Linked DNA regions of Mus musculus: all the other regions are linked to region 3. The links are chromatin contacts, called in public Hi-C maps. All regions are on one chromosome and are shown on one strand. The core of a region is the stretch at or near the end of the contact, and the rest is flanking DNA. Distances in the headings are between cores, read along the strand shown.

Evidence for each region. Hi-C and Micro-C count contacts between places; a contact is called where the count stands out from the background.
Region 1: a contact with region 3 is called in a Hi-C map of nephron progenitors, with 2.9 times the contacts expected there. The contact joins the promoter of 3110006O06Rik here to the enhancer-like site in region 3. A contact is called at or near these places in 1 of 484 Hi-C or Micro-C datasets (nephron progenitors), 4 of 115 datasets of contacts at active chromatin or transcription factors (the NIH/3T3 cell line, astrocytes, embryonic forebrain and 1 more) and 2 of 9 other capture datasets (embryonic tail and embryonic trunk).
Region 2: a contact with region 3 is called in a Hi-C map of nephron progenitors, with 2.8 times the contacts expected there. The contact joins the promoter of Nr2f1 here to the enhancer-like site in region 3. A contact is called at or near these places in 11 of 39 promoter capture datasets (the C10 cell line, cranial neural crest, embryonic stem cells and 5 more), 3 of 484 Hi-C or Micro-C datasets (cortical neurons, embryonic stem cells and nephron progenitors), 15 of 115 datasets of contacts at active chromatin or transcription factors (VIP interneurons, astrocytes, differentiating embryonic stem cells and 7 more) and 3 of 9 other capture datasets (adipose tissue, embryonic tail and embryonic trunk).

Annotation. Positions count from the first base shown.
Region 1 is chr13:78,169,625-78,173,383 of GRCm38.p6, forward strand. 3110006O06Rik (a long non-coding RNA gene) reads left to right here and starts at 1,664. Exons shown (of 2, transcript XR_003950646.1): 1 at 1,664-2,068. Gm38604 (a long non-coding RNA gene) reads right to left here. Exons shown (of 3, transcript XR_873690.3): 2 at 261-349.
Region 2 is chr13:78,197,311-78,200,853 of GRCm38.p6, forward strand. It overlaps Nr2f1 (nuclear receptor subfamily 2, group F, member 1), which reads right to left and starts at 1,563. Exons shown (of 3, transcript NM_010151.3): 1 at 810-1,563. The coding sequence starts at 1,263. A830082K12Rik (RIKEN cDNA A830082K12 gene) reads left to right here and starts at 707. Exons shown (of 3, transcript NR_045195.1): 1 at 707-912.
Region 3 is chr13:76,808,754-76,812,727 of GRCm38.p6, forward strand. All of the region lies in intron 10 of Mctp1 (multiple C2 domains, transmembrane 1), which reads left to right. Among named protein-coding and RNA genes, the nearest start is that of Gm24519, 210 kb to the left of the region's middle. RefSeq lists an enhancer at 1,126-3,126. Within about 2 kb of position 1,953, at least 53 of the 459 cell types and tissues checked have an H3K27ac peak or open chromatin away from gene starts, as enhancers often do. A contact at or near this core is called in VIP interneurons, cortical neurons, embryonic tail and 6 more, where this site is marked.

The DNA of each region.
Region 1 (3,759 bases), core at 414-2,913, 1.4 Mb after region 3:
GGCTCCTCTAGCTGCATAACCTCTGGCGCCCTCCCCAGGAGTTTCCTTCCAGAATGAAGGCCTTGGATCCCTTTAAGTCGAAACTCCTCAAAAGTGGATCTCTAAAACCCAGTAAGTCCAAGTTAAGAATTCCATCCAAATAGAACTAAAGGTTAGAGAACTGTGTTCTCCTGTGTCAGGTCACCAGCAACACCAACAACATTTCAGTTTTACTGTTTATACCTACCTGGGTTTTTGTTTTTGTTTTGTTTCTATTTTACCTTTGTGGGAGCATTGCTTAAGTATCAGGTGCTGCTCTCAGCTCTGCTCTGCCAAGAATGGAGAAGAATGTGTTCTTTCCTACTTGGTCCTATAGGAGGGAAGACCACAGTCACCCTTTCTATCATGAACATTTGTGTTTGTTCAGCTACCACCTAATTCTTACAATGTCAAAGATTGCTCTCTGATCCAGCTCATCGTGCCCCCCCCATACCTCCTAATTATTTTTCCAAAGCTTTTCATCTTTTTAAGTCACACTTAAATAAGTGGAGTTTTTACATAAACATGTAGTACATCCTGGACCCATGGACCATCAGAATGTGTCAGCTGAAGCAATATTCACAGTAAGTTGTGTTTTGTGGTGTATTCTCCCACCCTCACCCCTTTTGCTTTGCTTCAGTAAATTACTTAATATCATCCCCTGAAATAACCAGCTCTAGAGATAACAGTAGCACAGAGTGACACAACTTGGCTTTCATGCAGTTTTGAAAGAAAACCATTAAAATTGCATTGATCTCACAAATATTGATCTAGTGCTTGATATCAAATATCAAATGTGATGCTGTCAGTTGCTGCCGATCATTGTGTCAGCTGTTTGGATTCATGTCCTCTTTCTTCTTCATTGTCACATGGATTCAAGGTGCTGAGGCTACATAAGATTTCCATGATTAAAACAATTATGGTCAATTCTTTCCCTGTTTCTCACAATTCTGGCTTAGCTAAACATTGCATGATGCATTTGTTATATCATTATGTACAATGCTTTTCAAGAACATGGTGCCTTTCTGGATAGCTTACATTTATGTTTACAGAGCTTATATTTCTATTTGCAGTTCTTTACATTATTATTGAAATTATTTCTGTCTGAATTTGCTTTCTTTCTGATCACAAGCCTTTTGTAAAAAAAAAAAGATTGTTTTGCTTTTTAATAATGCAATTAAAAGCATTGCTTTACAACACAGAATTAATTCCTATCCAACAGGTAAATCGCTCCTTTTATTCTTGTTGACATCTATAGTATTTCACAAGTGTAGAATTCAAAGAAGTATTTAGGTGAAAAGTATATCTTCCTCAATAAAATGGGATCTAGCACAGTTAAGTCACCCTCTGCTTTTATCCCTAGCACTCTTGAAATAGCTAACTATCCTACCCTTGAACATATTTAGAGTGTCCAGTAATGCTTTTTCTCTTTTCTTTCCTCTTTATTTTGCAATCAGCAATTGCTGATTACATAGTTTGAAGTGTGATGATACACTTTAAGGAGGAAAATACCCCACAACAACGAATGACCAGTTAACACTGCTGTCTACGCTGTAATGAACCAGAAATGAAAGTAGGACCCGCCTAGAATATTTTTTATTGTGCTGTCACTTTTGTATTTTCCACATTTGCTAGGAGGGAAATTTTCTAATCCTGTGAGTTGGTGTCCCTTTTTACTTTTTACACCTCACCTCAGTTTGGAGACAGCTAAAAGAAGCTACGTGAAGGCACCGTGCTCTTCCCAGAACCATGGACAGCGCCCAGCTTCCCCTTTCTTCTCCCCTTGGCCCGAACCCCAAAGTTCAGGCCTAGCGGGATTCCTCACTCCAGCCACTCCCACGCCATAGGATATTCTCTTCTGAAACCTCTGATCTGAGCCCAAAACAACAGTGAGCTTAAAGACTACAGTTTGTGGGTGGAGAGTCTTGCTTGCTCCCTGCCCGGTAATAATCTTAGCGCCCAGAGTTGACTCTCCCTTTGCCAGCGAGTCTCCCGAATTTGCATCTAGTCTGCGCGGAGTAGAACGTAGCTCCACCCCGCAGTCACCTTGGTAAGCGTCTTTGCTCCCCCAACCCAAATTTCTTGAACCAACTTTTCATCACTCCCACCAGTTAGGTGGCAGAATCTGTAACAACTCCGCTTTAAAGGGTCTCTGATGGGACCACTTTATTCACAGGCCTATAATCTCAGTCACCACAGATCTACGTTTCAACGGAAGGAAGGAAGGAAGGAAGGAAGGAAGGAAGGAGGGAGGGAGGGAGGGAGGGAGGGAGGGAGGGAGGGAGGGAGGGAGGAAGGAAGGAAGGAAGGAAGGAAGGAAGGAAGGAAGGAAGGAAGGAAGGAAGGAAGGAAGGAAGGAAGGAAGGAAGGGGAAAAAAGAAAAAAATGCACACTCAGATGCACCAGCCGCTGATCCCACCACCCTGTTGGCTGAAGCTGTCGGACTAACTCTGGAGCTCCTAGGAGCTTAAGCGAAGCAAGCGAAGCCGATCTGCAGCAGGCTCTCGGCAGCCCTACTGGCCAGCTAAAAAGCCTGACAGCAACTTACTTGACAGCCTCAACCCAGGGGTTTCTGGCTAATACCCGCCACTTTTTCTCAGCTTCAAATCTCAGTCCTCTCAAGGAGTTTTAGATAAATCTCCTTGTTTGGCGTTTTACTTATTTTGTTTTGTTTTAATTATCGCGTTGAGCAAAGTGCAGTAATGGAAGACCACTTCCGTGTGGCATCTGATTTTTCTGCGTAGTCTCCCTGGCAACGCCAGGCGCCACTCCTAAGAGGAGATTTACAGATTCCAAATCTAACACCTTTGCTGTGTTGAAACTCGAACCTTATTTTATTTAGCTTTGAATGAAATTTATCCCCTCTCATGAGAACAGAATTTGCATCATCCGCTCTCTTGAGTCTCTGACACTGGGGTGTTCAGAGCAGGTGAGACTGTCAAAACCATGTATCTATTAAAGAGTGAATAAACACCGTTCCACAACAACTTAATGCAAAACTTTTCAAGTAAAAAATGATAAGAAAGTGAAATGGGTAAAGAACCCTGGTGTGTTTCCTTAGCAAACGGATTTCCACACTGCTCTGTATTATATGAAATATATGATACATTTCAGGAGAGTACTTTTCTTTACCTGACACAGCACTGCAATAGAAACATCAGTGAGTTTCTTAACCTAGCAGCAAGTTAGCCGCAAAACAGCATGTTTTTCTTTCCACTGAGACGTGCAAATGGTTAAATATTTCACCTGTGTGCATTTTAATTTGTTCTCTCAGAGCTGCTGTAAGAAGGTTCCTCTCTCATCCAACACACTCACAGGAACTTTATTCTCTCTCCCCCACTGCAAAGTCACTTCTGCGTTTGCTCCCCTCAAAGAGAATGTTCCCCTTAATTCGACCATTAGTTCAGTCTCAAGAGTAACTGTGTATAAATTCATGCCACTAGAGAAACTCATTCATGGTGGAAGTGTTTAAACTAGCAGCTGGACCCTCTATGAAAACTGATGGAAACTCACAGAGCTTAATGCATTTTGGCAGCTGGAGTGTGCAGGGCTACAAGGGGACCTGTTGAATCTTAGTGACCTGGGGACTCATTTATTCTGAACTATAGCACTCTCCACATCTGAATGCACAGCTCAGATAAATATCACTAGATGTTTGTAAGTCATTGGTCAGTGTGGTTTTTCTATGAATTGAGTTTCTACTTTGAAAATGTTTTATTCTAGCCTTCTGGGGTTCTGGAG
Region 2 (3,543 bases), core at 313-2,812, 1.4 Mb after region 3:
TTAAGCAGAGGGTGGAGTTTGATGAAGAAATAAAACGAGTATCAAGCTTTAAAAATGACACTACTATGAAAGCAGGGTTCAGTCACAAACTTTCCTTTCAAAGTATAGGGGTGAAAACAAGGCCACAGCTCGGGAGGAGGCGGCCCCAGATCCCTGAAGAGGAGAGGGAGCCAGTGAACAGGCCAGAAGCCCCCCTTCCCCCCTAATTAGACCTACAAGTGCAATAAATCTCACTCCTCTTTTTCCAAGCTAAGCTTCCTAAAGGATGGTGGCAGCAATGAATCTATGGTTCAGGGTCCTCCAGCCCCAGTCCTCTCCCATTATAAATAAAAGGTACGATGAGGCAGAGGAGAAAGTAGAATGGGAAAAACAAAAAAAACCAAAAAACAAAAACACACACGGAGAGAAACGGTTTTCTGCAGAAAATCATCACCCCTCCCAAGTTCATGCTAGCACAGCCCCAAGCATCCTCACACACAAGCGGGAACGAGACACACACGGAGCACATCCAACAGAGGAAGGGAGGGATTTTTAAGCTACAGCTCACGATCCCAGGGACACAATCTTGAGCAGGCAGCGGGCGGGGTGGAGGAGCCGGGGAGAGGAGCGCAGGGCGGGAGGGGGAGGCAGCGGCAGCGAGCTGGGGGGGGGGGGACGCTGGGGGAGGAAAGCAGCGAAGACTGGGAAGCCCGGACCGGCTGGGACCACAGAAGCCCCATCCCCACAGCCACAGGCACCAAGGCGAGAGAGAAAGAAAGAGCAGGGAGGCGGGCGAAGCGCAGGGAGAGAAGCAGAGAAGAAATATTCACCTTCCCGCCTCATGCCCACTTTGAGGCACTTCTTGAGGCGGCAGTATTGGCACTGGTTGCGGTGGTGCTGGTCGATGGGACAGTTCCTGTTGGCACGGCATGTGTAAGTTAAGTTCCTGCGGACGCTCCTCTTGAAGAAACTTTTGCAGCCCTCGCAGGTGAATTGGCCGTAGTGCTTGCCGCTCGACTTGTCCCCGCACACCACGCACTCGATGTGCTGCTGGCTCTGGCCTGAACCGGGCGGGCCCTGGCCCTTGTCCCCTGCCGTGCCGGGGGTGGCGGGCGCTCCGGGCTGGCCCGGGGTCTGCGGCGTGTGCGGCGCGCCGGAGCCCGCCTGCTGCTGCTCGCCGCCGCCGCCGCCGCGGGCTGCCTGCGCTGCGGGGTTGGGGCCGCCGGGGTTGCCCCCGGCCACGTCGTCCTGCGGATCTCGCCAGCTGCTAACTACCATTGCCATATCTTTGGGCCCAGGGAGCGCTGGGGGGAGCCGAGCTGCTCGCCGAGGGCCGCGGGGCGCGCGGGCGCGCTGGGAGGGGAAGGGGAAGGGGAAGGGGGGAGGGGGAGGGGGCGGGGGGCCCACCGGGCGCCCCGGGGTCGCCGGAGCCGAGCCCGAGCCGGGCACCGGCCTCTGCCTGCGCCGCCGCCGCCGCCGCCGCCGTTACTGCCTCAGCCGCCCCGCTGCTGCTGCGCGCCCGCCCGCCCTGCTGGCGTTTTGTTGTGGTTCCTGCTGTTTTCTTTCTCTCTTTTTGCAGCCCCCCCAGGCTCTCAGGCTCCCCCCCCCCAACACCCCTGCTCCCCTCGCCCGCTCCCCCCGCACTCCGTTCCTGGGGGGGCCTCTCTCTCTCTCCCCCCTCCCCACCCCCCAGCGAGCGAGCTCCCTTCTCTCGCTTTTTTCTTCTTCCCCAACTTGCAAAATCAGAAATGGCACAGGCGGCAGCCGGGAGCGGCGCGGGGCGCAGCGCCGGGGGCGGCGGGCATGGGCCACGGCGCGCGCACACTCTCGCCCTCCGCCTCGCCCGCACCCCCGCGCACACACACACTCGCACACACACTCGCTCACCCGCGCCGGGCGCCCGCCCGCCCGCCCGCCCGCCCGCTGGCCGCTGGCCGCTGGGGCTACGCGCAGAGCGCGGGCTGAGCCGACATAGAGGAAGCGGCGAGGGCGGCGGCGGCCGCGGAGGAGGAGGTCGCGGCTGCAGACGCTGCTGGAGGAGCTGGCCGCCGCTGCGTGCTCCGCTGGAGGAGCCCGGGCCCGGGCGGGAGTCCGAGCCGGAGTCGGGGCCGCAGCCCGAGAGCGAGCCGAGGCCGGTGCTGCCCGTGCCGCCGCCGCTGTCCTGGCGGGAGCCCTCGCCCGGTTTCAAGAGTGCGGGGAGCTGGGAGAGTCGAGCAGGATCGGGACGAAGCTGCCGGCGAGGATCAGGGCGCTCGGGTGTCTGGGGGCCAGGTCCAGGGCCGGACGCAGCCAGCCATTCAGGAAGGCAGCGCTGGAGAGCGGGAGGCAGCCGGCGAGGAAGATCACACACTTTGCTCTTTTTGTTGTGCGGGTGGCGCCGGGTTCTCTCTGCCTTCTTCTTTCGGGAGGTGACGGAAGGGGGAGAAAAATACGAGATAATTCACGCCAGCGACGAATTCACAGCGAAATAGGAAAAAAATAAAAATCAGAAGAAAATGCTTGAGAAAATAAGGAAAAAGAGAAAGCGAGAGAGACATCCAAAGTAGGTCGAATAAATAATCCTCTTCTTTTCCTCTTTCTTGCTTCTTCTGCTTCTTCTGCTATAACACACAGAGCTAGTTAAAAAACCCTGGAGATCGCCCAAAAATGTTCTTTTTTTAGTATTTTAAATAAGTGCTCTTCAGCTGGGAACCAACACCCTCCCTCCAAAAAAAATCATATATATATATATATATATACATACATATATATATATAATAACGATAAGAAGAATACTGAGGGGTGCCTCCTCCTCCTTTTTTTTTCAAGTTTAGTCTTCTCTCTTCTAGAGGAAAGGAGTGAAAGAGAAAAGGAGGGAGAGAAAGAGGAAGGGCGACAACTAGTAGAATATGTAAGGAAAAGAAAGGGGGAGAGATAGGGCAAGAGGAGAGTGGGTGAGAGAAAGGAGAGGAGGGAGAGAGGGGCGAGAGGAGAGGAGAGGAGAGGAGAGGAGAGGAGAGGAGAGGAGAGGAGAGGAGAGGAGAGGAGAGGAGAGGAGAGGAGAGGAGAGGGACCAAAAAATTGAATGCGTTTAAACGGGAGGACACTCAGAGCAATGTTTCCGAAAGGGGGATCTGCGCGAATGTCTGTATATAGTGAACTTTGACACTACTATTGAAACTGACACGTTTCTATGGAGATCTCTGCCTTATATGGAGCTCGTGTCAAGGAGCCAAGAGAAGGGCTGCTGGCAACTGATAATCAAAGGCGACTGACTGGTCAGAGCCCTGAATGGGGGGTGGGGGGGGGGAGAGAAAATGGGAGGCTAAGGTTAGCCAAGCCTCCTTCACGCCATTGGTTGGAAAGTCCTTTTCCCCTCCCCCCAGCTACCTACAGTCTGGGATGTCGAGGGGAGGAGAAGAGAAAGTGAGGGGGGGGGTGCTTCTGACAAGCATAATTTACATTGAGATCGCCCTGCGCTGCTATTTACTCTGAGACCTGATTAGTATGGGTCGTGTATGGTCACACACACACACACACACACACACACACACACACACACACGAGGGGAAAGGGATGATGAGG
Region 3 (3,974 bases), core at 703-3,202:
TTTTAATTATTGCAGCATACAGTCACATAATTTGAGCACAATTTTACTTAATATTCCAACATTAAATGAGCACAGGGAAGAAAGATTCTGTAATCTTTTAAGTAGCTATCAATCTTACTACAGTTACAAAGAATTTTTTTCCTTTCAAAATGTAGAATTTTTCTTTTGTTACAACACATTCATTGAGAAACATTGTGATACTGTATTAACTCTGTGTGAATAGAGAGCAATTGAGACTCTCTTTGAATGAGTGAGTAGAAAGCACAAATTACTTTTTAATGAAACCCTCAATTCCTTCCCTTTCCACAAAAAGCCTATAGCCTTGTTCGGCAGAACACAACTACAGTAGGTCACTTCAGTTAAGCCCCTAATAAACTATTGATAGTCAAGGAGAGTTTTTTCTTCTGTCTCAATAGCCCAGTGTTGGCCAGTGCACTTCAGATCATTAAGGTTAATACAGATTTAAAAAAGAGATTAACTCTGGTGGTTAAGGCCTCAATTTACAACTCCCACACATATGCACACATTGAGCACAGCACAGGAGTGGATTGAAATTTCAGTCAAATTGTGGACAGCCTTTCACAGCCTGAGAAAGTGGCACTAAGGTTTGAAACTTTGATGCACTAAATTCTTTTAAGGGAAAATGTTTGAGTAACTGAAAATACTTCTAAGTACAATGTCCTCAAGTCAGCTGCCCAGAGAAAGGTTCCTGTTTCTCTGTACCATCAAAGCAAAACTAGGGGCTGACTGGTCCTGTTCACTGGGGAATAATCTTTCCAGCATGAAATCACATGTTCCCTAAAACTGGCCAGATTATGGGACCAGAAAGACCAACTGAGGAGTGTGTATGTGTGTGTGTGTGTGTGTGTGTGTGTGTGTGTGTGTGTGAGAGAGAGAGAGAGAGAGAGAGAGAGAGAGAGAGAGAGAGAGAGAGAGAGAGAGAGAGGAGCCTAATTTCTACTTGTTCATTTCTTCTGTATTGAGTGAGACTTTCTTTGAAGAAAATTTAGTGAGTTATCTTTAAACCGATGATGAGTTCTTTCAAGTTTCAAAAGGAAGAGGAGAGTTCTCTTTCTCAGCCCTTGCTCCCACTTTCTCCAGATTGTGAGTTCTGCTCAGCAGCCCTTCTCTCAGCTTTGCCCTGGGCTGTGGTGGTTCCACACCCCCTCCTCATTTTACCAGGGTTGTAGGAGGTTTGGTTGTTATCGTTTGTGGGTTTTGTTTTTTTTCTCCTGAGGAAGAGGTCACAGCCTCTCCAGGGAGACCAGCTGGTCAGCTTCAGAAACAGTGATACGGGGAACTGGGAACCTTTGAGAAGCTGCTCTGCCTTGCCACTGTGTTAAAGGGTGCCCACACAAACTGTCCTATCCCAGGTGAACTGACTTTGAAAATGAATGTACCATTTCTTTCAGAAAGTAATAGAAGGGGGGGTTATGATTCATAGTCATTAAAATTGTCCCATTAATTGAACATTTCTCCCTAAACTAAGCTGTTCATAAAAGACTTGTAGCATATCAGCCTCATAGTCTAGAAAACAAGTAGTTATTAAAAAGAAATGTTTAGTGCCCCCTTTATTTGCATATACTTTTTTCCATGTTTTCCTTTTGGAAAACTGTCTTCATTGTTGAAAAATATTTAAGTAACAAAACAGCATAAAAAGACACGCTACAGATTTTTTTTTTAAATCGGCCTCTGAGATGAGAGTCTTATTATCTTACAAAATAACAGTGAGCAGCTCAGATTCATTAGCAGAGCTAAATTTAAGCCCCATTTGACAGGCTGCCTAGAAAACATTTTGTTTTGCTGTCTGTGGGCTTTAATTAAGATGTGTTCAATTGCAGTCCTCTTCAGTCTAGCCCCCACCCCCAACTTGCTGTGTCACAGACCAGCGATCAGACACTTTTAGACGGTCCGGCCCATGACTTTGACCTTCTGCGGCAGTCCAGCGTTCCCTGGGGAACCGTTCAACTCATGAGGTCTGATTTCACACTTCCTGGATGCCTCTGCTCTCTTAACAATGACAGGGAGACAAAGCCCTTTAGAGCAGGCCGCATGGGGACTTGTTTAAATTGGAAACCAGAGAGGAGTCAAGGAACAAGGTTAGGGGCTACAGAATAGTGCTTTTAATAAAGAGCTCACAGCTCTGGCTCAGCTCAAAGAGGTCTACCTCTGTACAATTAATTGAGCCATTTATCTGGAGCATCTTAGGTCTCTACTTTCTCACAGACTTGCGTGGTAAATATCAGCTACGAAGCAAATGAGATATGCATGAAATGAATTTGAACACTGTGATTACTGTGCCTCCAGTCTTCATTAAAAGTAAATTTATTTGTATTTCTGACCTCATTATCAGTAGCTGCCTACGTTTTTATTGGTTCCTATGATTTCCAGCTTGAGTGTGTCATGAAGGTATATTATATGCAGAGATTGGGATTTATTATTCTTGGTATGTCCCCTAAACATTATGGGTCTATTCTGAAAAAGAAAATAAAAAAGCAGGCTGTAGAAGAGAAAAATCAAGTCAGATCCTGAAAGCTATTATGGCCAGTTGGAGACATTAGTAGCATGCAGGTATACATAGATATAATATATATAATATATATCGTATATACAATATTATATGTAAAACAGCCTTTAAATAATACACTCTCCTTAAAAAATAACCAGTGTGTTCATTTAGCAAATTGTACAAAATGCATGTAGTTGTTGTGTCAAATGTTTTTCCAAATCCTGTTGTCTTGTTGAATGGGGACGCCAGCTTGTTTCCCCCATGGCATTGTAGCAGTATGAGTTTTAGCAACATGGACCTGTAGTTGCCATTGTCATGTAATTATGCTGACAGTGTCCAATAAGCATTGTCTTCATTTTATGATCATTAGTTAAAATCTATGATGGAAGAAGAGAATATATGCAGCCTTTAAAATATACATCATTCCACCTAATGGAGCAGATAAAAGAAGAGAGTAAAATAATTTATAGCTAAAGGAAATACATGAAGGTATTGCCATTATTTACTATCTTAAGATTATATTTGTTACAGAAATGGATGCACACAGTCATCCATTGGACATAGCACAGGGTCCCCAATGAAGGAGCTAGAGAAAGGACCTAAGGAGCTGAAGGGGTTGGCAGCCCCATAGGAGGAACAACAATATGAACTAACCAGTACCCCAGAGCTCCTAGGGACTAAACTACCAATCAAAGTGTACACTTGATGGGACTCATGGCTCCAGCTACATATGCAGCAGAGGCTGGCCTAGTCGGTCATCAATGGGAGGAGAGACCCTTGGTCTTGTGAAGGCTCGATGCTCCAGTGTAGGGGAATTCCAGGACAAGGAAGCAGAAGTGGGTAGGTTAGTGAGCAGGCGGTGGAGGGTAGGAAGGCTTTACAAGTGGAAATGAGGAAAAGGGATAAAATTTGAAATGTTAATAAAGAAAATTTAAAAAGAAAAGAAAGATTGTGTTTGTTGATACAAAGAATAAATATCAAAAAATTGAACTGTTTCCAAGGTATGCTTTATGTCCATGATATAAGTTAATGTCTCCATTTGCTTTTGAATAAGCTACATAAGTTTTTTAGCAGTATACTTTGATTAACTATTTTATCTAATTCATAAAGCATCAGAAGGCATTCTTGTTATGATAATGTACATGATTTAGAAAAATATCCATATGTACAAACTCACATGGGATATATGCATTAAGGTTCTTCAGATATTTGCTAAGAATGAAACTAGCTCACAGAAGCTTCAGAACCTGCGGCAGTTGGGCCTTCTGTCCCCTTTCGTCCCACACTCCCCTCACCAGGAACTTGCTTTCTTTTAGTATTGCATTTTAAAAAATTCAGACTGTAAATGCAGAAACTGAAAAGTACCCTTTTAACAATAAGCCATTCTTATCAAATATATGTTAAAAGCATAAAGGAAAGGCATAATTTAGCATGAATGCTGGACTAGCCTGCTTCTGAACCAGTG